Linked DNA regions of Mus musculus: all the other regions are linked to region 1. The links are chromatin contacts, called in public Hi-C, HiChIP or PLAC-seq, Micro-C and promoter capture Hi-C maps. All regions are on one chromosome and are shown on one strand. Each heading gives the region's core, a stretch centred on a gene start, on an enhancer-like site or on the middle of the called end of the contact. The rest is flanking DNA. Distances are from core to core; before and after follow the strand shown. Region 1 holds the start of Cse1l (chromosome segregation 1-like (S. cerevisiae)). Region 2 has its middle 26 kb from the start of Platr29. Region 3 overlaps Ncoa3 (nuclear receptor coactivator 3). Region 4 overlaps Ncoa3 (nuclear receptor coactivator 3). Region 5 holds the start of Sulf2 (sulfatase 2). Region 6 holds the start of Ube2v1 (ubiquitin-conjugating enzyme E2 variant 1). Region 7 holds the start of Spata2 (spermatogenesis associated 2).

Evidence for each region. Promoter capture Hi-C pulls out the DNA fragments that hold promoters and counts their contacts. Hi-C and Micro-C count contacts between places; a contact is called where the count stands out from the background. HiChIP or PLAC-seq counts read pairs in DNA pulled down with a chosen protein or histone mark.
Region 2: a Hi-C map of B cells shows a contact between it and region 1, with 9 read pairs. The contact joins the enhancer-like site here to the promoter of Cse1l in region 1. A contact is called at or near these places in 1 of 39 promoter capture datasets (embryonic stem cells), 1 of 484 Hi-C or Micro-C datasets (B cells) and 1 of 9 other capture datasets (macrophages).
Region 3: an H3K27ac HiChIP or PLAC-seq map of microglia shows a contact between it and region 1, with 10 times the contacts expected there. The contact joins the enhancer-like site here to the promoter of Cse1l in region 1. A contact is called at or near these places in 3 of 39 promoter capture datasets (cranial neural crest, liver and pre-B cells) and 4 of 115 datasets of contacts at active chromatin or transcription factors (astrocytes, embryonic stem cells, microglia and 1 more).
Region 4: a contact with region 1 is called in a promoter capture Hi-C map of stem cell-derived epiblast-like cells, with 4 times the contacts expected there. The contact joins the enhancer-like site here to the promoter of Cse1l in region 1. A contact is called at or near these places in 9 of 39 promoter capture datasets (3T3-L1-derived adipocytes, the HPC-7 cell line, cranial neural crest and 6 more), 3 of 115 datasets of contacts at active chromatin or transcription factors (astrocytes, embryonic forebrain and large pre-B cells) and 1 of 9 other capture datasets (embryonic stem cells).
Region 5: a promoter capture Hi-C map of embryonic stem cells shows a contact between it and region 1, with 3 times the contacts expected there. The contact joins the promoter of Sulf2 here to the promoter of Cse1l in region 1. A contact is called at or near these places in 2 of 39 promoter capture datasets (embryonic stem cells and stem cell-derived epiblast-like cells), 6 of 115 datasets of contacts at active chromatin or transcription factors (astrocytes, bone marrow-derived macrophages, embryonic stem cells and 1 more) and 1 of 9 other capture datasets (liver).
Region 6: a contact with region 1 is called in a Micro-C map of embryonic stem cells, with 4 times the contacts expected there. The contact joins the promoter of Ube2v1 here to the promoter of Cse1l in region 1. A contact is called at or near these places in 2 of 39 promoter capture datasets (erythroid cells and liver) and 3 of 484 Hi-C or Micro-C datasets (CD4 T cells, embryonic stem cells and myocytes).
Region 7: a promoter capture Hi-C map of liver shows a contact between it and region 1, with 4 times the contacts expected there. The contact joins the promoter of Spata2 here to the promoter of Cse1l in region 1. A contact is called at or near these places in 4 of 39 promoter capture datasets (frontonasal cranial neural crest, liver and pre-B cells) and 2 of 115 datasets of contacts at active chromatin or transcription factors (microglia and pancreatic cancer cells).

Annotation. Positions count from the first base shown.
Region 1 is chr2:166,904,287-166,908,555 of GRCm38.p6, reverse strand. Cse1l (chromosome segregation 1-like (S. cerevisiae)) reads right to left here and starts at 2,460. Exons shown (of 25, transcript NM_023565.3): 1 at 2,379-2,460. It overlaps Gm31204 (a long non-coding RNA gene), which reads left to right and starts at 1,262. Exons shown (of 3, transcript XR_866966.3): 1 at 1,262-2,977.
Region 2 is chr2:165,953,038-165,957,306 of GRCm38.p6, reverse strand. No RefSeq gene overlaps it. Among named protein-coding and RNA genes, the nearest start is that of Platr29, 26 kb to the left of the region's middle. Within about 2 kb of position 2,281, at least 133 of the 459 cell types and tissues checked have an H3K27ac peak or open chromatin away from gene starts, as enhancers often do. A contact at or near this core is called in B cells and macrophages, where this site is marked.
Region 3 is chr2:166,028,148-166,032,416 of GRCm38.p6, reverse strand. The region is part of intron 1 of Ncoa3 (nuclear receptor coactivator 3); the gene reads right to left. Among named protein-coding and RNA genes, the nearest start is that of Ncoa3, 38 kb to the right of the region's middle. Within about 2 kb of position 1,961, at least 243 of the 459 cell types and tissues checked have an H3K27ac peak or open chromatin away from gene starts, as enhancers often do. A contact at or near this core is called in astrocytes, liver, microglia and 2 more, where this site is marked.
Region 4 is chr2:166,064,364-166,068,632 of GRCm38.p6, reverse strand. It overlaps Ncoa3 (nuclear receptor coactivator 3), which reads right to left. Exons shown (of 23, transcript NM_008679.3): 18 at 2,582-2,875; 19 at 988-1,071; 20 at 85-304. Among named protein-coding and RNA genes, the nearest start is that of Gm52534, 54 kb to the left of the region's middle. Within about 2 kb of position 2,007, at least 5 of the 459 cell types and tissues checked have an H3K27ac peak or open chromatin away from gene starts, as enhancers often do. A contact at or near this core is called in embryonic stem cells and stem cell-derived epiblast-like cells, where this site is marked.
Region 5 is chr2:166,153,912-166,158,180 of GRCm38.p6, reverse strand. Sulf2 (sulfatase 2) reads left to right here and starts at 2,498. Exons shown (of 21, transcript NM_028072.5): 1 at 2,498-2,678.
Region 6 is chr2:167,630,199-167,634,467 of GRCm38.p6, reverse strand. It overlaps Ube2v1 (ubiquitin-conjugating enzyme E2 variant 1), which reads left to right and starts at 2,463. Exons shown (of 4, transcript NM_023230.2): 1 at 2,463-2,528. The coding sequence starts at 2,507. It overlaps Gm31852 (a long non-coding RNA gene), which reads right to left and starts at 1,994. Exons shown (of 3, transcript XR_375265.4): 1 at 1,635-1,994; 2 at 1,214-1,332.
Region 7 is chr2:167,490,355-167,494,623 of GRCm38.p6, reverse strand. Spata2 (spermatogenesis associated 2) reads left to right here and starts at 1,750. Exons shown (of 3, transcript NM_170756.2): 1 at 1,750-1,865. It also overlaps a transcript of Rnf114 not described here.

The sequences.
Region 1 (4,269 bases), core at 1,211-3,710:
CTGTAGGTACTGGAAACCACCCTTGGGTCCTCTGCAAGACCAATACATGCTCTTGACTACCGAGCCACCTCTCCTGTTCCCCGAGATTTTACTATAGGCATTTATTATATGCACATGTGCCACAGCATATGTGTGAAAGTCAGAAGACAACGTGCAGGAGTCAGCTCGCCCCTTCCAGCACTGGGGTCCCAGGGAACCCAGTTGTCAGGCCAGGGAGGGGTCACTTAGGGTTACTTTCCATCCATCCATCTTGCTCACCCTACCCTTGGCTTTTTTAAAAGAACAGTTACTGGGGCTGGTGAGATGGCTCAGTGGGTAAGAGCACCCGACTGTTCTTCCGAAGGTCCAGAGTTCAAATCCCAGCAACCACATGGTGGCTCACAACCATCCGTAACAAGATCTGACTCCCTCTTCTGGTGTGTCTGAAGACAGCTACAGTGTAGTTACATATAATAATAAAATAAATCAAAAAAAAAAAAAAAAAAAAAAAAAAAGGGGGGAGTTATATCCCCCATACACCACAAAAAAAAAAAAAAAAAAAAAAAAAAAAAAAAGAACAGTTACTAAGCACACTTCAAGACAACAGGAGTCTGGGCAGTAACCTGAGTCCCTACATCATTTCTCTGCTTCCACTCTGTATCAAACCCAAACTTACACGGCCACAAAGTCCTGCACCAGCTCTTCTTCCCACCACTTGACTTGGATTTTCCTAAGACGCCCCGAATTCCAAGTGAGTTTCTGTCCTTGAGTTTTTGTTTCTTGTTCACCTCACCTTTCCCTGGTTAGTCTCTGCTCAAACGCCACCTCTTCACCTGTCACCTCTGTCACGACCTGAAATACCTGAACTCACTCACGGACTCCTCCAATTAGAACGTGAGCTCCCTAAAGAGAGACACCTTGTCCACTTGTGATTCTTCACTATATTCCCAGGGTTTCATAGAATGAGATATTAAACAAATAAGGCAATAAATCAATTCCACAGTTAAAAGCACTGCTCTCTCAACCAATTCCTGTCTAGAGACTGGCTTCCCAAAGCCCAACTAGAACACCAAACAGCCAGAGGGGAGAAAATTCCTTTGCACAAATGGAAAAGTGAAGAAGAGTTGAGTGTGGTAGCCTACACTTGTAGAAAGATAACGCTCTAAGTCTAGCCTGGGCTATGAAAGACCCTTTATCCAAAATAAATAGATAGACAGACAGACAGATACCTTCCATGTCTTCATAAAATAACAGAGCATTCACCATGTGGCTCTCATACATGGGACCCAGCAATAAAAAGTTATCCTTAAAGATAACTCAGAGCAGATGAGAACCGTGAGAAACAAGCAGTAGTTACTACATATAAGGTCAATGCTACAGGACACATAAACGTGGGTGATGTGGCCATCGCAGTGAGAACTGAGAACTCCTCCCTAAGAAGGGAACTTGAAAGGCAGGGAGGGAGGCAGCCCCGCCAAGATCTGAGGTCAGCTGCTTCTAACATCACGAAAGCTGGGGACTTAGCATACAGGACGGGACTATGAATACTTAAAAGAGCCGGTCATGGAGGCGACAGTGCTTATGGAGAGACGAATGGCCATGGTCAGCAGTTCAGGCGAGCCCTCTGGGAAACACAGCCTGCAGTCAGCGGAACCTTCAAGCCACTTAACCGAATATGCAAGTGAAGAATCGTAAGTTTGAGGAGAGGGTAAAAATGCCATTTCAGTGGAAGAGATTGTTCAACACGTGAGGGAGCACGGTTTCCACGCCCAGCATCACCTAATTATTTAAAAACTAGGAAATTCGTAGAGAGGCAAGGACTAGCTCTGAATTACACTCCTAGGGAAAGACGGAGTGTGCGTGGGGACAGATTATCTAACTGGAAAGCCGGCGAGCCCCAGGCAGGGGAACACCATTCGCCTGTAGGTTCCTTAGGTCCTAGGGACACGAACGTCACAGCCAGCTGAAACCCGAGGGCCAAGTCCACTCTGGCGGAGGCCAAAGCCCCGCGAAGTCAGAGTGGGCGATCTCCGGCCTCTTTTAGAACCAGGGACCCAGACCGGCTCGGCCAGGTCAGGCCTCGGCGCGGAACAGCGCTCACGCTGCGGGCCCCGGCGCGCCGAGAACGGACGCGCGGGCTTGACCAATCCGCGGACGCCTACGCGGCGGCGCGACCAATCCCAGCAACGCTGGAAGGGAAGGGGCGGGAGCTCGAGAAGCTCGCGTGAGGCCGAGCCCCAAGCTGCCCCAGCTTCCCGGAGCGGTCAGGCCCGACCCAGAGGCGGCGTGCGGGGAAGACCAGGCGCGCGTCCTCGGGCTGAGGCCCAGATCCACCTCCCAGCGATCGGCCCCTCCCTCAGCCGCGTCCCCGCGGCCACCCTGCTCGCTCCATGCCTCACCTCGTGGGGACGCCGAGACCGAGGAGGGAATCCCAAGCGAGAGCTGCAGCCGACACTACCCCACTCCAGCCGCTGCTCCGCCTCACATTCAAACCCTGGCAAAATGGCGCGGCGGCTAAGGTGGCGGCCACTGCGCATGTGCGAGTGAGACCGGGACGCGGGGTGGAGCCAGGAATGCTTTGGCCCCACCCCGGCTGCGAGGGCCAATCGGAACCATTGCTCGGGTCTGCGGTGACGTCACAAGAGACCGTGCCTTTTGACGCAGGCTTCTGTTTTGGGTTTCTTTCCTCAGACCCTAGCAGGTTCTGCGAGTGGCTCCTAGTGGCTTCTAACTGTTGGATGGAACGTGCTCGTTCACGCCTGAGCGAAGGGACAGAGCAGAGCGTCTGTTCTAGGACAAATAGAATAAACGAATGAGTAAGAATTTCAAGCTAGGGGATAGCACGCTTGGTTAAGCAAGTGATAGCTGCGCAAGGAAGAAGACGGGAGTTCGAATCCCCAGCACCCACATAAAAGCCAGCCTGACTACAATTCCGTACCTGGGGAGGCAGACACAGGAAGATCGCTGGGGCTTACTGGCCGGCCTGTCTAGCTAATTGGTGAGCTTCTGTTTCCATAAGAGATCCAGCCTTGAAAACTAAGAGAGCAATGGATGAAGACACCCACATTCATTCACTCACACACACATGATTTCAGAAGCTGAAGGCGATGGCTCATGCTTGTTACCACTTGGCACTTGGGAGGCAGAAGCAAGACAATCGCCATTTATTTAAGCCCAGCATGGTCTACACAGAGGCCAGGCATAGCTACACAGTGAGATCCTTTCTCAAAAAAAAATTTTTTTTTTCAGACGACGATGTAGTTGGTGGCAACTTAAAGGTAACTGGGATGTTCATTTGACCCTTGAACAAGAGAAATCTTATCTTTTCAAAAGCCAGGAGACAGTTGTGTGACTGTACGCCTCGCAAGCAAAGAAAGGTGAAGGTCTAGAAGCAGGTTTTTGATCAAGACTGAAGCCTAGTGTTCTGTAGTAAGACCGGGCTGAAGAAGCCAGCTTAGCTTGCCTTCTCTGTTCCTCTCTGCTACAAGCTTACCCCACTTTACTGCACTGATATGTGTTCCTTCCTGTCTCTGGGTCCAGGAGTAGCTGGCTCACTTTGCGTTTTAGCCAGTAAAGGACAGGCTGCCTAGCTTGCCATGAATTCCAGGTCACAAACACTCATTTTCATAATCGATACTTCATGGGAACGCTTACCCTCAAAAGCATGCATTGTTTATGTAAGGTTCTCATTAAACTGTTTTTTTTTTTAAGATTTATTTATTTGTTATATGTAAGTACACTGTAGCTGTCTTCAGACACTCCAGAAGAGGGCATCAGATTTCATTACGGATGGTTGTGAGCCACCATGTGGTTGCTGGGATTTGAACTCAGGACCTTCAGAAGAGCAGCCGGTGCTCTTAACCACTGAGCCATCTCGCCAGCCCTAAACTGGGTTTTCTGTATCTTACCTGGTTGGCTTGACTTCATTCTATCATCCTGAGTTAATTTATGTAACAGGAGGGGTGCGTGGGTGCCATGGTAGCTGTGTGAGGTCAGGTCTCACCAGCTTGTGGGTCCCAGGGATTGAACCCTGGCCCTCAGTCTTGGCAGCAAGTGCTTCTACCCTCAGCCCTCCTCCTCATGCTGTCTGCAAGGCGTGTGAGTTTCTTGTGTTTCTTCTACACAAGAGCTTAAGTCTTACTGCTCTTCTTTATAGCCGTGCCTCCAACACTCAGCACACCCCAGCTGCTCAGTAAAGATGTTCTGGGGTTTTTTGTTTGATTGGTTTGGTTTGCTTATGACTTCTCGAGACAGGGTTTTTCTGTGTAGCTGTCGCTGTCCTGGAAGACA
Region 2 (4,269 bases), core at 1,032-3,531, 950 kb after region 1:
CAGAGGGTCACGAAAGGAGATACGTACTCAGAAAGGGAGAGGAGCCGGGTGCAGTGGTGCTCACCTTCTGTCCGCAGGAGGCAGGACAGGTTCTCTATGATTTTAAAGCCAACCTGGTCTGCATAATAGAATTCCAAGCCAGACTACATAGTAAGACCCCGTGACCTAGAATTTCTGACATTCTCGGCTCTGGTTCTAGTGTGCTAGGATCCTGGTTGTGTGCTACTTCTTCCTCCTCCTCCTCCTCTTCCTCCTCCTCCTCTTGTCTCCTCTTCTGTCTCCTCTTCCTTCTCCTCCTCTTCCTCCTCTTGCTCCTCCTTTCCCTCCTCCTTCTTTATTCCAAACAGGTTGGGGCTATGCTGTTCAGGCTGGCTTAGAACTCACTATGTAGCCCACGCTAGACTTGAATCTGCTATGAACCTTCTGCCTCAGCTTCTCCTGCCCACTCCCTACTCCCATCTTCGCTATGTAATCCTAGACTGATCTCAAGCTGGTGACCCTCGCTCTTCCTGGTGCTGGGATTACAGGTGTGTGCCAGCACATCCCATGGGTGCTCGTTTCTTCATGTGTTGGGCAAATCCTAGAAGTAGAATTGTTGGGTCAGAAGGAAATCTCATTTGTCATTTTGACAGAATTTGTCACATCAACTCCAGGATGATCACATCAATTTACATATCTTCCTGCCAGCCGAGAAAGAAAGCGAGTGCTTCTCAGAACAGGCGCTGGCTGGCTGCTATCAGACCTTGTGATCTTTGTCAAACTGGTTAAAATAATATGCCGCCATAATTTTCATTTTCCTCTCTCGCTCAGTGTGAGCAGATTGGTTCCCTAGAGCTCAGATGACAGATGATCTCAAACCTGGTGACTTTAAACCACAGAAATGAGTCCTTTTGCCGTTCTGAAGACAAAAGACAGAAATGAAGGTTTCTGCAGAACTGGGTTGCTTCGAACTCTCTGGGGAGAGGTACTCCAGCCCACCTCTGTCTCTGGGGTTTGCTAGAAATGCTGGGTGTATTGATTCCTCAACCTCACCCCACCCCCACCAGGGCTTTTCCTCTGTCTTCCCCAGGCCTCTCTCCTGTGTGTCTATGACTCTGAATTTTATCTTGATCTCACTTTGCAGCCCAAGCTACTTTTTAAAAAAATTATTTATTTATTCTATGTAAGTACACTGTAGCTGTCTTCACACACTACATAAGAGGGAGTCAGATCTTGCTACGGATGGCTGTGAGCCACCATATGGTTGCTGGGATTTGAACTCAGGACCTTCAGAAGCTTCTCTTTAATCCCAGCACTCGGGAGGCAGAGGCAGGCGGATTTCTGAGTTCGAGGCCAGCCTGGTCTACAGCGTGAGTTCCAGGACAGCCAGGGCTATACAGAGAAACCCTGTCTGGAAAAGCCAAAAATAAAAAAAAAAAAAAGAAAAGAAAGAAAGGAAGGAAGGAAGGAAGGAAGGGAGAGAGAGAGAGAGAGAGAGAGAGAGAGAGAGAGAGAGAGAGAGAGAGAGAGAGAGAGAGAGAAAGAAAGAAAGAAAAAGAAAAGTTAGAAGAAAGAGTCCCGAGAGTCAAGGAAGGCTCCGAGAAGGAGGCTTTGGTTTCCTGGCCTTCCTCTGTACATATGTGTACATATGTGTGGCTGTGCGTTTGTGCACATGTGTGCTTTCCTGTGCAAGGTCAGAAGGTGTCAGAAGTCCTGGAACTGGAGCTGGAGTGAGCCACCCAAAGGGCCCGTTGACTTCGAAGAGATTTGCCCATCTCTGCCTTCCCCACGGTATAATTACAGGCTTGAGTCACAGAACATGCTCAGGGCATGGCGGCAAAGGCAAGAGGGTCTGAGTCGAAGGCCTTCCTCAGCTCAGAATGGGGAGTTTAAGAGGAATCTAGGCTACAGGAGACTCTTTTCTCAAAACAAATGGAAGAAGACAGTTTTCTTTCTTCTCTCTTTCTCCAGTAGATTTTAAAATATTAGGCACTGGGCTAGGAAGATGGCTAAGTGTGTAAAGTTCTTGCTGCTGAACCTGGCGGGCTGAGTTCAGTCCCTAGGACCCACACTGTAGGAGAGAACTGACTTCCACGCGTTTTCCGAGCGCTCCATGAACACTGTAGTGTGTGCGTGCGAAAACACAAGCAGATAAATTAATAAAGTGTGAAAGAATAAGCGTTAAATATATACCACTCAGTGTGCAATCTAAACAGCTTATCTAAGCAGCTGCGCCCCGACCGCGCCTTCTTCTCCCCGTGCTCCACTTCCGCACCCCTCTAACTTTAACCCCGGTCACTGTCTCGGCGCCGGAAGATGAAGTAGCCATAAATAACTCTTCTGTGAATTCTTCCACAGGAAGTTCAGCCTGATCTGATCCTGCTTGTCAGCGATGAAGAGAAAACAAACTGCCAGGAGGCCCACCCCAGGGTTTCTCCGACGGAGAGGACTTGAGGAGGCCGTAACAGCTATGAGGACCCTTCAGTGTTACCGGAAAAATAAAACCGTGAAGGCTCGGAGGCTGAGCAGTGCTCCTGCCGGTTGGGAGAGAGATCCTGGTTTTGATACTAGAAAGCATAGTAAAATTGATAATTTGGTCTAGCAAAATGGCTCAGTGGTAAAGGTGCCCATTTACAACCCTGCTGGCCCAACCCGAGTTCGATCCCAGAGTCCCTAAAAGTGGAGCTCTGAGTTCTGTATGTATGTGTGTGTTCTCACTATGTAGCCCAGGCTGGCTTCAAACTTGCTATGTAGCAGAGGCTGACACAGCTCACAAAGTCTCTCTCTCTCCTCCTACCTCTACCTGTTGAGTCCTGGGCTTATAGTCAATCAGTTCTAGGTTTTGTACTGTGTTAGGAAGGAGGAAATAACAGAGGGAGACAAGCCAGGTGTTGTGGCGCACGCCTTTAATCCCAGCACTTGGGAGGCAGAGGCAGGTGGATTTCTGAGTTCAAGGCAAGCCTGGTCTACAGAGTGAGTTCTAGGACAGCCAGGGCTACACAGAGAAACCCTGTCTCGGAAAACAAACAAACAAACAAACAAACCAATAAACAAAAACCAGAGGGAGACAAACAGATGTTTCCCCAATCAACCTGTCATGGTGAAACCATGGCTCCCAAAACCAAGGAGTCCCGAAGACAAAGTCAACTGGTATTTAGTGGCTTGATGACTCTGTTAGTTAGCACTGTGCTAACTGGCCAGACTTTGTGACTCTAAATAAGTTACTAAACTTCTTGTGCCTCAGATTTCCCATCAGTAAGTGGGACAGTAATAATACTGTCTATATGACACATGATATGTTATACATAGCAAGCATCATATATGGAGTTCATATGTACATATGTAATAAAGCAGTAAATACACATGTGAAGTATCAGTGTGTACAGTGTATATACATGCAAATCATAAATCATACATCACAGGCCGGGCGTGGTGGCGCACGTCTTTAATCCCAGCACTCGGGAGGCAGAGGCAGGCGGATTTCTGAGTTCCAGGCCAGCCTGGTCTACAAAGTAAGGCCCAGGACAGCCAGGGCTATACAGAGAAACCCGGTCTCGAAAAACCAAAAAATCAATCAATCAATCAATCAATCAATCATACATCACATATAGTATCTAGGTGTGGTGGCTCATGCCTGTATCCCAGTTCTTAGGAGGCCGAGGCAGGAGAGTTGTCATGATTTCCAGGTGGGTGCTAGGCTAGTCTCATCTACATGAACCCAGTATAATCGTAATATATGTAATAGATGATAGACAAAGCCCAGGTTGTTCTGAAATTTGCTAGGCTGGCCTAGAACTCAAAGGGTTCCCCTTGTTTTTGCCTCCCCAGTACTGGGATTAAAAGTGTTCACCCCATACTTGACATTTCGGGGCTTTGTTCATTTGTTTTTGTTTTGTTTTTGGACATAAAGTCTCCCTATGAAACCCTGGCTGGCTGGTCTAAAACTCCATGTAGATCAGGCTAGCCTCAACCTCTTGATAATCCCCTTGCCTCTGCCTTTTGAGTGCTGGGGGTGATAAATATGCCCTGCTTCCTGTAAATCTCTGTCTTGGACTTGGACTACTAGGGTTTGTACTCAGAGCATCCCCGAGAGGCCTCGAACACTGGGAGAGAGCAGGCACTTGCTGTACAGAACAGTCTCCAGGGAGATGTCAGGGTGTGGGGTAGGTGGGAGGCTTCCTTGGAGCAGAGAGCAGCTCCCTGTCAGGCCTTTAGTGCTTGTTAGCGTGGCCTTCTGTGAAAGCAGCCAGGGGCTGGATCCTAATTCCCTCTTTCATTAAATCTTACCAC
Region 3 (4,269 bases), core at 712-3,211, 880 kb after region 1:
GATAGGGAGAAATGTGAAATTAAGACAAATTCACAGCTGCTTATCTCTGCCAAAAATAACTAGTGGAATCAGACAATTTCTGCACATATTACCTAGATTTACAATCAAAATGCCCGTTAACGCCTCACACTGAAAAGCAAGAGGCAAGCATCTGCAATCCAAAAACTGCCAAGGCCAAGGCTTAGTCCAAAGCCAGCCTGGGCTATATAGGTAAGCCTGGGCTATATAGGTAAGCCTGGGCTATATAGGTAAGCCTGGGCTATATAGGTAAGTCCTCTCCCAAAAATAAATTGTGACTTGAAGACATAGAGGGCTTGCCAACATGTACAAAAAACTGGGTTCGATCTTAGGACCACCCCACCCCCGAAAAAGGCAAATGGGATTAACAGACAGTTTAGAGAATGTTTTTATTCATTCGTATGTGAGTGTGCCTGTTCGTGTGCGCCCCATCACAGAAATGGTGAAGTCAGAAAAGAACCTCCAGATACTTATTCTCTCAGCCACCATGGGGCCCCAGCCCAGCCTTGGCAGCAAACTCCTTTACCCACTAATCCAACTCCAATAATACGTATATAATGTTGGGCATCTAAAAGACAGGATACATAAACGAAATGAATGAAGGTAACTAAAAGTGAAAGTTTTTAGCTCAGCACAGCCGGATGTGATGCCATGCATTTTCTCAAACACACACTACATGTAGCCTCAGAGGGGGACCAAAAAAAGGGGGGGGGTAAATAAAACTTTTAAAAAATGCTGGGTGTGTTGGCACATGCCTTTAATTCCAACATCAGGCCAGCCAGTTTACACAGTGGGACATTACCTCAGGAGAACTGAGTTGCGGGGCACAGCGTTCTGCATCTGAGCAGCTAAGGAAAGAGCACAGAAGCCTAGTGGCAGTAGTCTATGAACTGGCCTCACCTCTTTGCTGAGCTTAAGTTAGTAAGGACCTAGTTACAGAAAGGAAGCTGGCTTGTCAGCAAGCTGCTTGCAGCTGCTTGCTCTACAGCTCCTCCCTCCCTCCTTCTCTCCCTCTCTCCCTCTGTCTCACCCACTCTCTCCCTCTCTGAAAAGCTAAGTCCTGCAGGATCACACAAAATAAATACAGGCAAAGGGGGTGGGAGTGGGGGTGGAGGTGAGCAGGCTCCACCAGTAGAAGGCTTTCCACAGGAACTGCTACAGGGTCAAAAGTTTACAGTGGTTTCAATTTCACCTTTTAGCAGCCAATCAGCAAATGAGACTGTGCTGACCCTCGGGCTGCAGGAGCGTTAACTCCCTGGCTACCAGAACTGCTGCTGCCGTTCCTCCTGGCTTCTCTTAAGAAGAAAAGGGGTGTTTGTTTGTTTGTTTGTTTGTTTTTAAAGGGGGCAGCGGACACCCTAAGTTCAGGTGACTGATTTGTGCAGAAAAATGATTTGATAATTATCCCCTTTCTCCTTCAATTCAAGGTTTCTTTATCTTAGAGCATCCAACAAACCAACTGATAATGATATAAAGACAAAGAAATAATTGGGGTATGTTAGGAAAATATTTTCTTCCATGACGCTTGAATTCTACCAACAACCTAAAGAACTGATAGGAGATGATACCCGTTTAGTTCCCTGTGAATGCTTTGAAAAGAGACTCGATAATGAAGGCTGTCAATTAAAGTGTTTAGGCTCTGACTCCCTCAGGTCACTGATACAACTCTTTTCACAAGAGGCGGCTACAGAAATACAGCTAGAGCTTCTCAGGGGCCATGTGTGTCCTCATGTTCTCGCCAACCCCCCAGGACCCAGTGCAGCCTCCGCCTGGAACAAACTGGAAAGCAAAGCCTTTCAGCAGAGCTGGCCTCCTGATTGCTCTTTCATATAAACGTCCTACAAATGCAAAAACTCAATACGCTGATCCATCACCACTGCTCTCAGAGTTCTGTGCTGACAGTGGGCAGGGCCAAGATGGAGAGGACAGGGCAGGCACAACAACATCCCACCCCGGCCCCCATTTCCCCTTCTCTCTCCTCCTCCCCAGGGCAATAAGGAAGCAGGACATTGACGCCCGAGAGCTTGAAGCCAGCATGGTAATTTGGGGTTGTTTCGGTTTTGGTCTTTGGGGTTTTGGTTTTTTTTTTTCTTTTTTTTTTTTTTTTTTGCGTGTTTTTTTTTAAAGGGATGGTTATGGGAGGGAATTTAAGACAATCTCTCTCTAAAGTCCCAAATGGTGGAAAAAGCAGCAATCCTCCTGCCCCAGCCTCAAAGTCCTAGGCTTACAAGTGTGAGACACCATTCCTTGAAGCCCACAAGACAAGGAGGAAACAGCTGTACAAACTCTCCTATGGAAATGACCTAGTAAATCCTAATTTATAGATTAGGTAACATATACCAACTGGTTGAATATTAGCAGTTTTACAAGTTTAGATTTGAGACCCATATAGGCACCGCCATCGGCTACTAAAACGATCCCGTATAGGATAGTAGGTTCTGTCCAAAGTGAGATCATCAAATACCAGCTATTTCTGAAATGCAATTGGTAACCAATAAATTATAATGCATCACTTACTATACAGCAACCAGAGGCCCAGAGTACAGCATAGTGTCTTCATTACACAGAAACTCTATAGTGCATCTTGATATACATGTTTCAGACCATGAATAAAATCAATATTATAATTTCAAGTTGAAAAAAAGATAGAATTAATTTTCTAATAATAACTTCCAAACCCCCATGATATAATTTTATGGCTATAATTCTAATTTTAAAATACATCTAGTTTGTTCTTTTTGCCATGGCTTACAGAAGCGTGTGCATGCACGTTTAATTTGAAGAATCTTCTCTTTTTACAGGATGGCCTCATTGCACAGGAAAATGGATGCGACAAAATTCTATATCAAGTCAGCATGTTAGCAAGAATCTTTTCTATGTGTTCTGAATTTGATTAATTCGAGCCAAGGTCACTTCCTGAACAATGCCTGCCACTGCAGCTGCAGGCAAAGGCTGGCATGAGGCTGGGAGGAGAAAGAGGGTGGGGATGTTTATTTACTAAGAAGCAAATGGGTTCCATTTCCACACAGTTATCTTGGCAAGAAAAAGACTGGCAAGCTCCTGGGATCCTGGTACATAAAGATGAAAAATATCTCTATTTTTTACATAGAAATGTAATTCAATGAGCATAATGTTCATGTCAACGTTATATCTAAAAGGTCCTCCCAGATAATGTGCAAAAACCATTAACCACTTAAAATGATACAAATAATGCCAGACAGCAAGGTAAACCGAACTGGCAAGTACACAGTGACCCTAACTTGTACAAAAGGAAGATAAGGTCTTACAGACCACAGACTCATGGTTCCCTTGACCAACACCAGGAAAGGCCTAACTCAAGAGTAAAAAATCCAAAACTTATTATTTTCTAAATAAAATAATTCATAAAAATTTATCCTGACATGCAATTGAATTTTTACCTCAGCATTATGCAAATGTTATGTCTTTTTTAAAAAATCTCAAAGTAGGGGGCTGGTGAGATGGCTCAGTGGGTAAGAGCACCCGACTGCTCTTCTGAAGGTCCAGAGTTCAAATCCCAGCAACCACATGGTGGCTCACAACCATCCGTAACGAAATCTGACTCCCTCTTCTGGAGTGTCTGAAGACAGTGACAGTGTGCTTACATATAATAAATAAATAAATAAATAAATAAATAAATAAATAAATAAATAAATAAAATCTTTAAAAAAAAAAAAATCTCAAAGTATACACATCAATGGCAAGTAAAGCTATCAGTGTCTGCTAGCACAGCAAGGAAACCTAAAATATACCACACACCCCGTCTGTACGGCTTTGCACCCTACACCAGTGAGCTGGTAACAAACATACCGGCAGAGTCAGGAAACCTGCATCTTCTGTAATTTTCTATAATGGCCATCTATAAAAGCACTGTGTGATATTTTTCAAATATCAATCAAACTATGATGTTCCAGATACGTATCATCATCAGAGAACCCATGTGCCTTTCTTGGTTACTTGTTTAATGTACTGTGTTATTTTTTAAATTTTTATACAATATTTTTTGATATTTTCCCCCTTTCCCAACTCCTTACAGATTCTACATATAGATATGAGATTTCACCTCACTGTCTTCTGGCTACCTTAAAATGGAAATCCCCCTGCCTCAGGTTCCTAGGTTCTAGAGTCTGGTATGCACCACTAGGCCCAGCTTAAATGTGTCTTTCATGCTGTGGGTGAAGCCCGGGCCTTGACCACTGCTCTACCTCTGAGCAGCATTCTCGGCTCACCTGT
Region 4 (4,269 bases), core at 758-3,257, 840 kb after region 1:
TTTTGTTTTCACACTCAACGGAACTGGTGCAGCTTGGGGCCTTACTAACCCTACTTTGATAAGGGCACAATCTGACAGGTTTACCGTAATTTGCTGGATATGGAAACTGTTGTGGAGGGGCTTGCGGCATTGCTGAACCTGCCAAAACCCCGTCCATGCTGGGGGAGGCGGTGACGTTGGGAGGTGGGCTGAAGGCCTGAGGCTGTGGTTGTGACATCATCATCGCCATCCTCTGCTGCTGCAGGTGATGGCTCATCAGCTCTCGTTTCTGCTGGGCAGCCATTTGGGCATTAAAGAAAGCCTGCTGGTAGCCAAGAGACACACAATTAACTTCATTTCATAGCATCTCACAATACACCAGCTATGGACAAGAAAGAACAGAGTGCCCTCTCTGTAACTAAAGGGTAGTATACACAAGCGGTTCTTTACACCCGTGGCTTCCAAACGCTGCCCAGTGAGCGTCCTTCCTGTGCAGGGTCAGAGGCAGTCCCAGAATCCCAAAACACTAGGCAGTTATCTTACAACACAGCAGCTCATCACAAAGGGAATCAATCTGGGTGAGTTTACTGATGGTTGTAATCAAGTAGCCACTTCTCTCCAGCCCCTCATCACAGACAAAGCAGAGTGAGAGTGAAAGACCAAGTACAGGAGCTGGAGACATGGCTCAATTCCCACACCCACAAGGCTGCTCACAACCATCTGTACCTCCAGGTCCAGGAGATCTCATGTCCTTTTCTGGCCTCCACATGATACAGACATCCATGCAGATAACACACTCATAAACATTAATATATATATATATATATATATATATATATATATACACACACACACACACATATATATACATACATATATATATATAGAGAGAGAGACAGTGTGACAACCAATTCTTACAAAAACTTCAGAATTATTTAACAGGCATAGCTAAGGCCAGGCCGGGCGTGGGTCCCGCCTGGACTGGCCCCTTCTCTGCAGGGAACGTACCTGGGGCATCATGGGCCTCATCACAGCAGTGCCAGCAGGGTTCTCCATTTTCATTTCAAGTGCCTGCCGGCTCTGATTTAAAAACTGAACAGAGTTGGGTTAGTAGGTCAAGTGGAGCGTGTTAGTGAGCCCCAATCAGCTTTATACACTACCCCCACCCAGTGAGATCTCTCCAGACCCACCAAGCTAGGGAGCCACATTTAAACTGAATTGGTTCGTCGTCGTTTACATCCTGCAGAAGGAAGACAGCTCTACAGCTGAGAGCGTGCACAGTCCATCCACTGGACCAGATTCCTTTCCCAGCACCTACATGGTGGCTCAGTCACCACTGCCCCAGTTCTAGTGCACCTCACACCTCTGGCCTCTGCAGGCGTGCATGCGTGCGTGCGTGCGTGCGTGCGTGCGCGCGCAAACACGAACTGCACAGACACTATTAAAAATACAAGAAACCTTAAAAAAAAAAAAAAAATAGAAAAAAAGTTCGCAGGACAGAGTTCCTGGACAGCGACATTGGCGCCGATTCCCTGCCTCGGTGTGAGGCTTAAACAACTGCAGCAGGAATGCAGTGTCAAGTTTCTCCAGGGACTGTTGCTCAGACAATCAAAATTACTCTGACTTGATCAGACACTAGTGAGCACTTAATAGAAAGGAGGACTAAGCTATAAAATAGTACCATGCGCACAGGCACAGAGCTTCCCCAGTTCTGAGCCTGCTGCAGGGGCTGCCATAGCCTGGCTCTGGCTTCCTGGGCTCTCCTACTCAGGTGACTCACTGCCACCTGGTAACAAGCACTCACCAGCCCGTGCAACCATACAAATATGCTTTAAAGCAACTGCAGATTAAGGAAAGAGGAGGGTGTGGATTCCCTAGAACTGAGGTTAGACAGTCAGTTGCCCACAGTAGGTGCCAGGAACTGAACACGGGTCCTCTGCAAGAGCAACAAGTGTTCTTAACCACTGAGCATGCCTCCGGCCCCAAAGTGCATCAAGAAGTGATTTCCATTAAAATACTGAGTCAACAGGGGTGCTTAACGCATTGCATGCCTGCAATCCCGGCAGGAGAGGTTGAGACAGAAGTGGTTACAAGTCCCCTAGACAATCATCAAGATCTTGTCTTTAAAACAAAAAGCTGAGGAAATGCCTTCCAAGGGCCATCAAGACACACTGCTCCTCCTGCTGTCCTGTCCTGTGTCAAACAGCTCACTGTGCTGTCCTAACTGGCCTGGAACTCACTCTGTAGACCAGGCTGACCCATGGAACTCACAGAGACCTGTGCTTCTTTCTGCCTCTCAAGTGCTAGGATTAACAGCATGCACTAAGCAAGGCTCTAAGAATTAAACTGGCTTGCCTGGCTTGCTTGGAAAGTACATTTACCCACTGAGCCATTTTGCCACTGCTAATGTTATAGCAAAGAATATACATATAGAAAGATACCCAAGTTTAATACACACTCCTTATCAAGGAACTGTCTGCATAAACAAAATCTTACAGAGAAGTGAAAGCAAAAGGGATTCCTTTAGTTAGCAAAGAGTGGAGAGCCGGTGGCAAGGGCCACGGAGAGCACAGCCTAAGAGCCCCTGACAGCCCGGTCTTACCTGCTGGCCCTGTAGCCTCTGCTGAAGCTGCATTCTCAGCTGCTTCGGGGTGTTGGTCCTTGGTCTCACGAGGCCGGCTCTAGGATGCATGCCTTGCAGAGGAAAGCTGCCTTGCTGGCTAATCTGACCCATCATAGAGTTAAACGATGGTGACTGTCCCTGAAGGTTAAAGCCTCCTTGAAGGGGAGGACCCTGAGCTGGGTATGTCTGTCCATATAGTGCAGCCTTCTGATCCATCATTACTGCTGCTTCTTGGCCTTGGAAAACATCCTGTTTGGACTCCAAAGCTTGTCCCTTAAACATCAAACACAAAGGAATGGTTAGCTACACCTGAGAAAGCAACCAAAAGCAAATGCTGCAAACAAGGGAAAAAATGTAAATCAGTACATGTGACCGGTGGTGGCTCAGAACCCAGATGCCTGAAGCTGCATCTGCACTGTGTCTTGTGTACTCCTGTGTAGTTCAGAACTCATGTCTGTAGAATGGGACAACCAAGTCTCAAAAGGATGGGAGAAAATGAATGGTGATTTGGTTGAAATGTAGTAATGAATGTAGGTAATTAGATTCTCTGGTTTTCAAACATCAAAAGAAAACCAGTGTAGGGCTGGTGAGATGGCTCAGTGGGTAAGAGCGCCCGACTGCTCTTCCAAAGGTCAGGAGCTCAAATCCCAGCAACCACATGGTGGCTCACAACCATCCGTAACGAAATCTGACTCCCTCTTCTGGAGTGTCTGAGGACAGCTACAGTGTACTTAGATATAATAAATAAATAAATCTTTAAAAAAAAAAAAACAAAAGAAAACCAGTGTATTATTTTAATGTTTAATAATAAATAACTCTATATAGTGGAACTGACATAAATTATGGGTTGTCCAGGTGGCTAAACAAGTAAAGGTGCCTGCTGCCTGAGTTCAATCCGTGGCTCCCACACAGTGGAATAATAAACTCCTGGAAGTGGTCCTCTGACTCCACATGCATAGCAGGGTCTTTTAAGTGCATGTATACATGTACGCTCTCGGCCTTTTTGGTAGCTATAATGTGTTTAATACCTGAAAAGATACTATTGGCTCAAAACCAGAGCTCTATACACTAAGAACCCTTACTTACACACTTACACACACACACACACACACACACTTACACACACACACACACACACACACACACACACACACACACACTTTAGGACTGGTGAAATGACTCAGTGCCACTCGATGCCTCTGCCACAAATGCTGACAGTTGACTCCCAGAGGTGGTCCTCTGAGCTCCATGTCTGTAATGTGCATGCAATCTGCACAGACACACACAAAATAAAGTGTAATAAAACTTTACAAATCTGTTGTTCTCCCATAATTTGTGAATAGCAAGAGATGATTTAGGTAATAATAGGTCAGCCAGGAAAAGCACCTCTGCAGATCTCCATCTCTGAGTGCACTCCCCAGTTAGACACTAAAGGTGGTCACTCACCACTGATCCTCAACAGGTCTACTTGGCAACAGATGGCATGTTCCAAAGGAAATGTCGGGTGCACTGTGCACCTCTGCCTTCTCCCAGGCCCCCAAACCAAGAACACAGTGAGCAGCCTGTCCTGCAATTCTGCTCTGCCACCTATGCTCTCCCACTGCAGCCTTCCCTTGCTTGGGTAAGGGTCGAGTGTACACTGAAGTTCCTTCTCAGGTTTTCCTCTT
Region 5 (4,269 bases), core at 1,249-3,748, 750 kb after region 1:
GGGCCAGGATGCAGAAAGACCCACAGGAGTTCCCGCCATTGCCAGAGAACCAAGGGCATAACAATGCAAAGGACCCCATAGGGTAAGTAGCACCCACGATGTCCTGCGGAGTGAGCCACCAAGGCACTGCCACAGAGAAAAAGCAAGGCATAGGGGTGTCAGGACAAAGGTTCTCAAGGTTAAACCAACAATGGGGGTGTTAGCTTGAGAGTCTGGAGTTCAGACGGCTCCATGGTTGTATACCCAGCTCTGCTATTTGCAGAGACGGATATTAATCAGGAGCACAGGGGTCATAGAAGAAAGGCTGGCCTGGACCAAGTGTCTAGAAGGCAGGGGCTGGAAACTCAGGTCCTGGGGACCCTGTGTAGCCCACCCAGGCCAGAGATGAACTGTAGAAGAGACAGTGACTCCCCAGGCTGGGGGACTCTGACCCTGAAGTCCCTCACATCTTTAGATCGACACAGAAGTTCTTGAGTGGGGCCAGCCGTTTTCATCTTCCTGGAAAGAGCCCAGGCAACAGGCTGAGGCCCAGACCAGCAGGGTTAGGTGTGCACTAGGAGTTAGGGGGAAGTCAATTGTCTTAACTGATTAATGATTCCCTGAATCACACACCCAGGTACACACACACACACACTTGTCCCTAAGCTCTGTCTCCTCCTCTGTAAAGAAGAAAAGTGGTCAGGTGCTGGCATTGCCACCACTTTCCATTTCCATTACAACAAAGAAACATAAGAGAAATCACATGATACCACCCTCCTCCAGCGCTCAGTCCCAACTGGGAGACTGAGAACTGCCCTCTTTCCTGGAATTTCTGTTGGGCACACCCATCTACAGAGAGTCAAGTCTGAAGTGCAAGGGTGTGGTCCTAGTGTTTTCTGATGTAAATCCCCAACTTCTAGAGCATTCTCTAGAACCTCAGAGCAAACAGGGCACAGATTCCATTCTGCATCCTTCCTGCCCAGACCGCAATAGGACACTGCAGACCTGCTAGAAAGTCACTGCTGAAATAAGGCATGTGGTTCAAAGCCAGGTGCAGCCTGTGGGCTGTGTACAAGCCTCTGTCATCTCTGAGCATACATGTTCTCCAAAAACTATGAATGTACACTTCATGTGATGACCAGGTGCAAAGCTCTCCATTTGGCCACAGAACCTGCTGTTCTTCCTGGGAGGAGAACCCCAAGCCAGGATGGGTATAGCATGTAAAGTTACCTGTTGCAGAAAAAGAGAAGGATACAAAAAGATCAAGTGTATACATTGTTGTTGCTTCGTGTGCTTCTGAGACAGTATCACTATATAGAAAGTTTGACTTTGGGTGATCCTCCTGCCTCAGCCTTCCCAGTGCAGGCATCACAGATGTGGGCCACGAGAATACTGTCTGAGTTGACCCTATAAGGATATATAAATTAATCAATTTAATTATTCAATTAAATGTCTGGGATGTTGAAACTGATTACACCTGCTTTTCTATCTGTTTTATTGGTTTATTTTCTGAGATTTTTTTCCTTTTGTTTTGTTTTGTTTTGTTTTGTTTTGTTTTAATAGGGTCTCCTGGACCTCCAACTGGTCTTAATCACCCTGTGTGTAGATAAGGGTGACCTTGAATTTTTTATTTTCCTGCCTTTGCCTCCCAAGAGCTGGGATTGCAGGCGTGCACCAGCACTGTACATTTGATGTTTGTTTGTGTGTTTGTGCTTTCTAATGAAGTTCTCAGAATCTCAAGGATGGGAGCCCTCTGCCCCAAGCATCCAATGAACAGCGCTGCAGGGGCCCAGCCCCTTCTCATGCAGCACTGAGACTGGAATGCCTGGGGGTGGGGTGGAGGGTGGGGGGGGGGGTTCATGAAAGCGAATACTCACGCCTAACATCCTGTATCCAGCCAGGACTCTACACTAGCCAAAGGTGGGGCTTGCCCCCGGCTTAGGAAAGCAAGTTCAGGGTTAGTACAACGACTGTATGGGCGGAGTCGAGAGCCCCCCACGCAGTCCAGACAACCCGCTTGAATTTTAGATAAACAGCGAGGACGTGATTTTAGTGCATCTCCATCGGTGCCCTGTTATTTTTACTACGTGAATTTGACAAACGCTATCCATCAGAAAACTAGAAAAATCCCACCAGGGGAAGGAGGATCTTGAAAATAAGCGCAGCCTGGGGGGTCAGATACAACTCCGGAGCTCAGCTTCTTGGGTTCAGATCCTGATCCAACTATCTGACCTTGGGCCAATAACTTAACGGCTCTGTCTTGATTTCAGTATCTATAAATGGATGAACATCTTGGAAGACTTTCAGGGGTTACGTTTCCATCCGAGGCCCGCCCCGTTCCACCGCAGGGTCGATAACCCCCTAGCACATCAGCTGTACTTTCTGAAGCTACTGGTGGGCTCTGTGAGGCTCTTCACCCACCCTTGGCAGCCAGGGCCCCCTCAAGCCTCTGGTGGCTTCGGGGACGGCAGAAACCGCGCAGACAGCACCACCTGGAGTCAGAGTTCTCCCTTTACCAAGGGAACCGGCCTCCCCTTTCTTTCCCATTCCCGGCCCATGTCTGGGCAACGCTTCTGCTTTCGCTTGAGCTCAACTTAATTTCTCAGAGAGCTTCGGAGACGCGTGGGAAGGTCCCAGGCGCGTGGGCAGTTCCTCCCGCGATCTAGCTTGGGGATCGGCCCGAGCCGGCGTCTCCAATGGCAAGTGTGTGCGTGTGTGTTTAGAGGCGAGCGCGGGGCTTTCAGCTAAGGCTGCCGGGTGTTTGCAAACCAGGGCGAGCCCCTGTGAAAGCGGATAAAAGAAAACATTTATTAACGTGTCATTACGAGGGGCAGCGCCGGGCCGGGGCTGTCGCACGCCTCAGGGAACACTTGGCTCCTCGCTGCTGGGAGGGAGGAGGACGAAAAAGCGGAAAGAGGCTGGATTCTCTGCGCGCCAGCCCGGGGGCCTGATCCATGGCCCTCGCGACTTCGCGCCGGTGTCTGGTGGACTAAGAGATGCGCCCCCGGTCCGAGTGGCACACACGCGCGCACACACGCACGCGCGGTCCCGGCTCGCCGGCAGCTCCCTGCTCAGCGCACATCAGCCTCAACTCCGCGCCCAGGGCGAGCGGGAGCGGGTGCGGGTGAGTGCGCCCCGGGCCCGCGAGGGTGCGCGCTCGGCGGCGGGAGCGCGGCCGGCCACCGGCTCGGCAGGCAGCAGGCCGGGAGCCGCCGGGACTTCGGGCCGGGGCGCGGGGCGGCCGCGGCGGCGGAGGTGAGGAGCGATGGCTGAATCGCCGGGTCCCCGGCGGGGCGGGAGGCGGCTGGGTCCTGGGTCCTGGCGCGCGCGGAGGCCGGGGCGGGCGGGGCGAAGCAGAAGCCGGGATGCCGCGGAGGCGGCTGGAGCAGCGGCAAGGCAGAGTCCCCTACGCCCCGCGGCCCGGCCCGGCTGCGGCAGAGACGCGGTGAGGCCGCGGGGGCCGCGCGGTGAGTGGGGCGCGGGGCCGGGCCCGGATCACAGATTCCAGGGCGAGCACGGTTCAGGTGAGCCCAGCCGGTCCCCGCTGCCCGGCTCAGGGAGGGTGTTACCCGGAGGTTTAGGTACCGGCCGGCCTCAGTGGGGCTGACCGATTTGACCCCGTCTGCAAGGCTGGGCGGCTAGGGGAGGACTTCCCGCGCCCCGGTGGTTCCCGGGGAAGGGCGCGTGGACCCGCGGGCTGCAGGAGCATGGCCCGGTTGACCCCTTGAGGTTTAGATCCAGAGGGCCAGCTAGAAGCCAGACCACGTGTGGCTTGTCCGGGCAGGACCCGAGCAAGCAGGGACTAGGAACTCGCAGAACGGAGGACAAATGAAATCGTAAAACTTCTCCCGCGCCAGGTCAGAACCCATCGCCCTGCAGACCTGCGTCCGCCGCGGGCTCCAGAAGCCCGGAGGGGACGCTGCAGCGGGGACTGCGACTTCGTTTAGAGAGTAGTAGTTCATTCATTCATTCATTCGACAAGCATTTGTGGCGCTCTGAGTGTACCAGGCACGGAGTGTCACCCAGGGAAGCGCGGATGGTAGTGTTAGTCCCTGCGAGGGCGGCTGGTGGCGAAAGGAGGCTCCAAGTGGGCAGATGGAAGGAGCCACCCGCGGGGCCATGGGTCTGCTTAGTGATCTCTGCCTGGAGGGGACCCTGAGAGCCTTGTCTCCCTACACAGAAGGACGCTCTGCACAGAGCATGGCTGTGGTGACCCCCGCCTTCCCCCTTCCCCCTCCCCACTTCCTGAAAGTTCTGATTGGCCCCACCCCTCCAGGACTGGCTCTCCTG
Region 6 (4,269 bases), core at 1,214-3,713, 730 kb before region 1:
AAGATCACTTTTGCTTGCAAGATGCATCTGCTGGCAGAAATTTTATGAGCATAGAGGATAAAGAGTTGTGTTTTGGCCGTCACTTCACCTATTGGCCCAGATCCTGTTTTCTCACCTTCCTTTCCTGTCTTTTCTGAGACAGAATCCTTCCTTCGCCCTGGCCTGGAATTTCCTATCAAAGATTTTTTTTTTTTTACTGCTATGTTTATGAAGGTTTGCTGTACGCATGGATACATGCGTGCCTGATGTCTAAGAGGTCAGAACAGCAGTTGTATCGGTGCTGGGAATTGAACCTGGGTGCTTAGCAAGAGCAATAAATGCTTGAAACTGTCGAGACATCTCTCGAGCCCCCAGCCTCCTTTTCCTCATCTTTAAAATGGAACCATTCTTAGCAGTGCCTGGCATTTATACGTGGCTTAGCAAATGCCAGATTTCCTGCCGCACCCGCATCCTCTCATCGTCCAGGGTATTTATCAAAGCATAGAGTGAGACTAGCCCCTTTTCAGAATGTTGAACCAGATACTAGGTGCTTCAAACCTCTGGGGGTGTACTTTGTTGTTAGAGTCAGCGTCTTGACCATGTATTCTAGGCAGGCCCCAACTCTCCAGCCTCCAGCCTCAGCCTCCCTACTGCTGCAATTACAGGGGTGCTATCTTTACAAACCTCTCAGCAGAAGCCACCCAAAAAGATTCACAATGAAGACCCAAATCTAGAGACTCTCACTTCTGAAGTGAGTCAGCCTCCAGAGACAAATGCTTGCTCTAGGTCCCAGTGCTTTAGAGTGGCTCGAAACCCGGAGCGAATGTTGTCTGTGCGTCCAAAGGACGCTTTGTGTCATGTGACATGTGAAGCAAAGGCAAGCTATATGGCAAGCAGCTGGAACTCCTGGCATCTCAAGAGCCTCCAGAGACGATTACAATAGGAGAGCCCAAAGGCTCTGAGGACAGGGAGACCATGTGAGGTTCCAGCAGCCTCGAGAAGAGGCAGAGACACGCTAGAGAGGCCCTGCATGTGTCATAAGGTCAAGGCTAGAGTGAGGCTGTCGTAGTATTGTGGACTCAAACCTGCAGACACTTCGGCAAGCAGGTACAATATTGGGAAACAGGGAAAGCCTTCATAAATACAAGGCCACAGACACGTCACGGCCCCCAGCATAGCCCCAGCCCCGGGAGCAGAGCCTCAGTGTATTGTGCACTCACCCTTCCCAGTTTACCTAGAGACCTGGTTCCCTCTGTTCTGTGGGACAGACTCCTAGGCTGGTGTGCATCTTCTGCAGGACGGTAGTTCTGAGCTTACCACGTACTTCCTCAAGAGGAAATGCAGTGGAGCTACCTAGAATACACCAAACAGATGACAAATGGAATGTTCCAGGAATGTCTCCAGCTTCCTTGCCCCTCTGCTGTCCCTCTTAGCAGTATAATCTGCAGCCTATCTGGCTACTTCATCCTCGATTTCCAAGTCCCCTTAAGGGTTTCACATCAAAGGTGGCTTTGTGATGGGTTTACTCTATATGCAGACAAGTGTCTTCAGACCTTTGCAGGAGGCCTTTTCTGATTCTTCCTGGTGCCCTTTATAGGTTTGTCCCCTATCTTATCATAGGTAAAATGTATATTTATCTATTTATATTGGCTTACTTGTTCTCTGTCCAACTAGAATGTAGCAATTGAGAAGAGAATCTCATTTCGTGGAGACATTGCCATGTCCGGCACCAAGCACAGTTCTCCCACATAATTCCATCTCTAAGAAGAACTCTAAAACACAAGCCTGCAACCCCAGCATGAGGCAGAAGCCGAAGAATCAGACAGCCAAGGTCATCCTCTGTATAGTGGGCTCTTGGACAGCTGAGTTGAGAGCATGTCTCGAACAAAACCCCTAAACAAACAAACAAACAAACAAACAAGCAGAATGCATGTCTCAAGGTTGGTGGTTCTCAAGCCCCTAGCTGCACCTTGTCCCTACATGCTTCAGGCCCCAGAACAGCAACAGTGCCGGAAACAAGATTGTACTGGCCCACAATTTGACGCATTCAGGCCTTTCGGTGTTATTTTTCTCCATATACCCCATAACAAAGATCATCTGGCTTGGGGTCAAATTCTGACTCAGCTACTTAGCAGTTGAGTTGAACTTCATCTCTCGCGGTTTCATTTTCGCTACGTGGTGAGGACACAGGGGGACGGAAACAGCCTGGGAACAGGCGCGGGGCTCCACAGCCCTTCCCCCCCATTCTATTCTCCCGGAAGCGCACGGTCACCCCGGGGCCCTCGAGCCGAGCACCTGCACGCCTCCCCCGCGCTCGGGCTGGGCGGGGCTTGCAGGTTGCCCCGCCCTCATGCTCGCTCACTGAAGACTCGGGCAAAGCCCTTCCCGCCCGGCTCCTGCGACCCCGAGCGGGCGTCAGCGGCACCGTTTGCGGCTGCGCCTACACCTGCGCCTGCGCACTAGCGCCCGGAGAAAAACTCAAGGGGGGGTGAAGAAGGGGCCGGCCTTCGAGCGACAGCGACGCAAGATGGCAGCCACCACAGGCTCGGGTGAGCGGGGGCGCCGGGCGTGCTGGCGGACGGGGCGCGGGCTCCCTGGGCTTGGTCCCGGTCTAGCGGAGGCCATGGTGGCCGGGACAGGGCTCCGCGCTGTCCCTGCGGCTGCGTTTGGCTGCTCGGCCGGGCCTGGGACCATCAGGCGGCGGCCGGAAGCCCGGGCGGGGGCAGCCGGGCCGTGGGCGGTGCGGCCAAGCCGGAGGCTCGGGCGCCTCCGGGGGGCGGGGGGTGGGGGAGAGGCCGGCAGAGGGGCCGAGTGTGCTCGGGAATGCCCGGGCGAGGTCCCGCTGGGAGCTGGCCCGGGCGACTGGGAGCCGGGAATGCCCGGCGGGGGTACGCGGGCGCAACCCTAGGGAACACGCACGGAGCCTCGCGGGCCGCAGGCGAGGCCGCCGGGGCCCCGCGTCAATTTAGGGTCGGGGCTGCTCTCATCGTGGTGGTCGCTTCCCAGGGAAATCCGGGCACCTGCACGGGCTGAGCCCGGGCGTTCTGCCGTGGGAGCAGGCCTGGGTTGCAGAGACCAGGGATAGGTTTCAGAAGGCGCGCTGGGAGCCGAGCGCCGCGTTGGATGGGCACGAGCAGGTGCCTAGGAAGCCCTGGTGTGTGTGTCGGGGGGTGGGGTGGGGTCTGTTGGGGCGTGTCGCCATTGGGAAGGCTCCTGCAGTGGGGAGAATGGGATGGGGTGCAGTCCCGCAGATGCTGCTTTTAGAGAAGAAAAACCTCTTCCTGCGGGGAGCGGATGGAGGAAGTGCCTGTCACTCCTAATCCTTCTGCGAATTGGGGGAAAATATGTGGGTTCAACTCAGAAACTCTCCATTATCTGGATGGGTAGGAGAGGAGCAGTGAAATGAGAGCCCTTGGATCAAATGGAAGGGATAGCAAGAGGGTAAAGGGGATGCTCTTAGGGGAGAAGCTCTTGTCGGTCTCTGATGGGCTAAGAAGAGAAGGCCAGATGGGGAGACCCGAAGGGTCTGCTGCCTTAGAACCGGCAACCTGTACTTGATTATGAGCCATGGACTCTGGCAGGCTAGAGAAGGTGGAGTGGGTTTGGTGAAGGAGATCCCCCGGGGTCTGGGAAGGCATGGGAGTCTGCTTTTCCAATGAAGGATTCAGGAGAGAGTGGGTGCTCCCTTCTGGTGTGGGGCTATATCCTCGGGAGTCTGTTGGTGGAGGTGAGCAAGGGGTAAGGACAGGCCACCAGCCTAGGCACTGGTGTTTTGGGGCTGTGAGGCCACCAGAGGAGATGTTGTGGGGTGGGAAGCAGAGAGGTGCTGCCTGCAGTGACCCACCACACAGTGCCTGGTGTGTCCTGGAGAAGACTGCGGAGCCAAGTCAGTCCATTTCCTGACAAACACATGGCGGTGGGCACTTGGGAAGACCCAGTCTGCCACAGGCTGTACTGGGGTGGGATGCAGGGTATCTCGCAGAGAGGTGCCAGGCAGCCAGTACTGGGGTGGCCCTACCAGTCAGCACTGCTTGTCCTTGCTTTAGGACATCTCAGGATCCGGTTTGACAGCCACTTCTAACTTCTGAGGCCCTGCCCGTGCCTCAGGAGTGCAGATAGAAACAGCAGCTCAGCAGCAGCTGCTGTGTACAGAATCCAGAAGAGTTTGGGCTGGGTGAGGCTCAGTGCTAGAGTGATCTGACCAGCAAGTCGGAGGCCCTGGATTCCATCCCTAGCTCCATGAAAAGAAGGAAGCGCACATAGCACAGCTTAGATAGCATAGGAAGGCTT
Region 7 (4,269 bases), core at 501-3,000, 590 kb before region 1:
GAACTCAAGACCTCTGGAACCGCAGGCAGTGCTCTTAACCACTGAGCCATCTCTCCAGCCCCACTAAGTAGTTTCTTTTTTTTTTAATTTTTAAAAATGATTTATTTACTTATTTTATGTATATGAGTACACTGTAGCTGTACAGATGGTTGTGAGCCATCTTGTGGTTGCTGGGAATTGAACTCAGGACCTCTGCTCACTCTGGCCCAAAGATTTATTTATTATTATATGTAAGTACACTAGCTGTCTTCAAGACACACCAGAAGAGGGCATCAGATCTCATTACGGATGGTTGTGAGCCACCATGTGGTTGCTCAAATTTGAACTAAGGACCTTCCAAAGAGCAGTCATTGCTCTTAACCACTGAGCCATCTCTCCGGCCAACTAAGCAGTTTCTTTTCTTTTCTTTTCTTTTTTTTTTTTTCTTTTTGGTTTTTTTGAGACAGGGTTTCTCTGTATAGCCGTGGCTGTCCTGGAACTCACTCTGTAGACCAGGCTGGCCTCGAACTCAGAGATCTGCCTGCCTCTGCCTCCCAAGTGCTGGGATTAAAGGCATGCACCACCACTGCCTGGCTAGCAGTTTCTATGTAATTCATTCTGGCTACATCTCACCAGGGAGCTGGTATTATTATTGTTGTTGTTGCTATTGCTTTTAGCAGGTATTATGATGCAGGTCAGAGACTAAGTGGCAAGATCAAGGACACACTGCTAGTAGCCAGTTAAGTCCACACTGGGTGTCTCCCCACCCTCTTTTTTTCCTTGTTTGGAATGGAACCCAGGAAATACACACAATCTAGACAAGGGTTCTAGGACTGGGCTGCAGCTCCAACCTTTTATTTATTTATTTATTTTTTTGAGGGAGGAGCTCGATAAGTTACTCACCCTAGCTTTAAACTCACACTCCTCCTGACTCAGCTTTCCAAATAGTTAGGATTACAGAACCACACAGTGAGGTCGTCTATGAATTAATAGGAATCTACTATTTCCATTAATAATAATAATGCCCAGTTATTACTTGAGAAAGAGTTTCCCTATGTAGCAATTTCCTTTTACCTATATGAGCATGTTGCCTGAATCTACCTATGTGCATCACGTACATGCCAGATAACCGTGGAGGTGAGAGGTCAGATCCGCTGGTACTGGTGTTAATGGATGGTTGTAACCCGCCACGTGGGTGCTGGGAACGGAACCCAGGTACTCTGCAAGCAACAAGTGCAAACTGCAGAGCCCTCTCCTAAGCCTTTTTGACCCCGCCACCCCACCCCACCGGCATCCTTAACCTCCATAGCCAGCAGTAACACCCAAGGCCCTCTCCAGTCTCGCATGACCTCCGTCGTTCCTTCATTGAAATGGGATCGCAGGTCTTCCTGTCAGTCCGGGCTCTCCAGCACTGTCCTGACCAAGGGGAAGTTGATGAGGTGAAAAAAAACCCCAAGAAAACAAAAACCAATCTCCCCGCTCGCTCAGCAACCTGTTTCCATGACAACCCGGCCAGCCAGCGTCGGTGAAGCTCCGCGCGTCACTTCCAGTTAATTTGCTTCCGGGTTCCGCTCGTGCCTCCCCGCGGTCCCTAGGAGTGAGGTCCGGTTCTACGGAGAAGCGCTTGCCCTCCGCCTACTGCCGCCGCCTCTCCGTTCCTCGCGTACACCAGCTCGCCACAGGCTTCCGCCGCTCACGCCTGGGCCCAGCGCGCAGCCGCGATCCAGCCTTCCTCAGGGCCCGCCTTCGTGCGTCACTTCCGGAACAAATACTTCCGGGCTGCTTTTGCCCCCGGTACTGTTCTCGGTTCCCGGAGCCGGCGGGAGCGGCCGGGCCGTGTGGGCCTGTGCTTTGGAGGCGCTCGCTTTCCTGGCAGGCAGCGGTGGGTGAGTGCGGGTGGGGCAGGAGGGTGGACCCCTGCGCGCGCTGTCACCGGCCAGGCCCTCGGCTCTGTCCCGCGGCCGCGGCGGCTCCGGGCGGCTGGTCGCAGCACTGGCTCCCCGGTGATGGCACACGCGCCCCCGGCGCCCCCGGCGCCCCCGGGGGCAGGCACCGCGCTATGGCTCTCAGTAGGGAGGGGAGGCTGATCTAGCTTTGGATTTACCGAGTGACCTTGGCTGAGTCGCTCTGCTTCGGGATCCTTGGTCTCCCGGTCTATGGAGGAGGGACGCGGCGGCCTTCCGGGCCCGCGGTGGGCGTGGAAAGAGGACCCGGGTGTTGCACGGTGTCGGGGTGCAGCAGCGATGTTATGACAGGTCCCGGTATTTCAGTGACAGACGGAGGGGCGTTTGCGAGAGCTTGCCCAGTTTGTGCGATGCCCTGGGTTCTGACCCTAGTCCCCAGCACCACCGACAAAAGACACCACCAGTGGGAACTCCTTCCTTTGAGCTTGGGCGTTTTCCCCGCTGCCATGTCGGTCAGAGGAAGACGGCTCGCAGAGCTTGGAGTAGCCGCCACAGGTTTACATTCCCTGTAGAGAGGGGACTTGGCTCCCTTCAGAACCGAGAGAGGCTCTCCGGGGAGGGAAGCCAGGCTCCAGCACAGCCAAGGTTGTTTTCAGAGCTTTGGAAGGCCCCGGTGGCAGTGTTTCTGTAGGCTAGTAGGGGTGTAGGGCCCTTGTATTGTTTTACAGCCAGTAGGAGATGCCAGGGGTGGATCTGGGAGCCTCTTGCTTAGAATGAATGCATAGAGGTTGGGAGGAGGGAACGGTGGTAGAGCCACATCCCTGATCCTGTGTGGAGACTGAAGCTGGATCAGGGATGTGTAAACATGTAGTTGGAGAACTGGGACCCAAATAGCATGTGCCAGTATAGAGAGGGAATGCATTTCAGCGTTGCCACGGGGCTTATTTTTCTTGAGTGGGCCAGCAAAGATAAAGGTGAACCATTGCTCTCCTTCCCGGATTATTTTGGTTCTGTTTAGCTGAATTTTAAATGCGTTCAGCTTTCCACACTGGGTCCTGGCGACTGTGCGCCAGCCTCGTCTTCACTGAATTGCTTTACAAAGGGGCCCAGATAAGTGCAGGAGGTGCCACCCAGAGCCGATGGCACTAAGCATCCTTCTGCTTATGTGTTCCGGATATTCACAGAGCTTTATTTTTTTCCCCCTGCCAGCCTGGTATGGCTTGGCATTCCAGTCATTGGGTTGCTTGGAGAAATTAACAGCTTCTGTCTCTGGGCTGTCTTGCTCTCCAGTAACCAGGCTGTGTTTAGCAAAGAACGTGTTTTTTGTTGTGTTTTCTAGAGTGTTGGGAATAAATTGCTGGCTCTGTGCTCAGAAAAGACAGCAGTTAGGGCCAGCCACAAGGCAGCCTGTATTCTTATTCAGCAGGGATGATGTAACTGCCTCACTGCTGGCTGGTCTCTGGCCAGCCTTTCTCCTGGGCTTTTGAGCTTACATCACAAAGAGATTGGTGTGGGAAGATGGCAGTTTTGCTACTACCAGACTTTGCTTCCCAGCCATAGGGCGTTTTGACTGACCAAGCCTCTCAAGGAGCCCAGTCCAGAAGATGCAGCAAGAAGATGGCTTTTGCCTAGGGTTAGATTCAAATCCAGGTCTCAGATCCGCTCCTTCTTGGCCCTGTGACTTCAGTTTCTTCTGAAATATTAGAGTCATCCTATGGATCTTACTGATTTTTGAGCAGCTGGCACGGGGCCTGCTTGTGGTGACCCCTTTGTAATTGGTACCAATTGTAGCCAGAAACAAGTGAGCTGAATGAGAGGAAGTCAGTTCTTGGGGCCTGTTGGCCCTTTTGGCTCTGCCAGAGACATTGATTGCAGCTGAGCCTCTGTTTCCCCAATTGCTTCAAGGATGCAGTGGCAGATGTGATTAAACTGGGGAGCCTGTCGTGCCACTTGGAACGTAGTAGGCCCTTGTTCACTGTTTCATTCTCTTACCCCGCTTTGTGTGGTTGTTTTCTGGTGTTCACACCTGTGCATCTAGCCAAAGAGGAAGCCAGAGATTGCATGACTTTCTCTTAATCTTTCCACTTTAAATTTTCTTTCATTATTTTTATTTTATGTGATTGGGTATTTTGTTTTCATGCATGTTTGGACTGTGAGTCTCTAAAAGAGTGTCAGATTCCCTGGGGCTAGAGTTACAGGCTGTTGTAAGCCCCCATGTGGGTTCTGGGAATTAAATCCAGGTTCTCTGTAAAAGCAGACAGTGCTTTTAACCATTGAGCAATCTCTCCACACCTCTCCCACCACGCACACACATTTTTTTTAGGAAGACATTATTTTTATTAGATATTTTCTTCATTTACATTTCAAATGCTATCCCCAAAGCCCC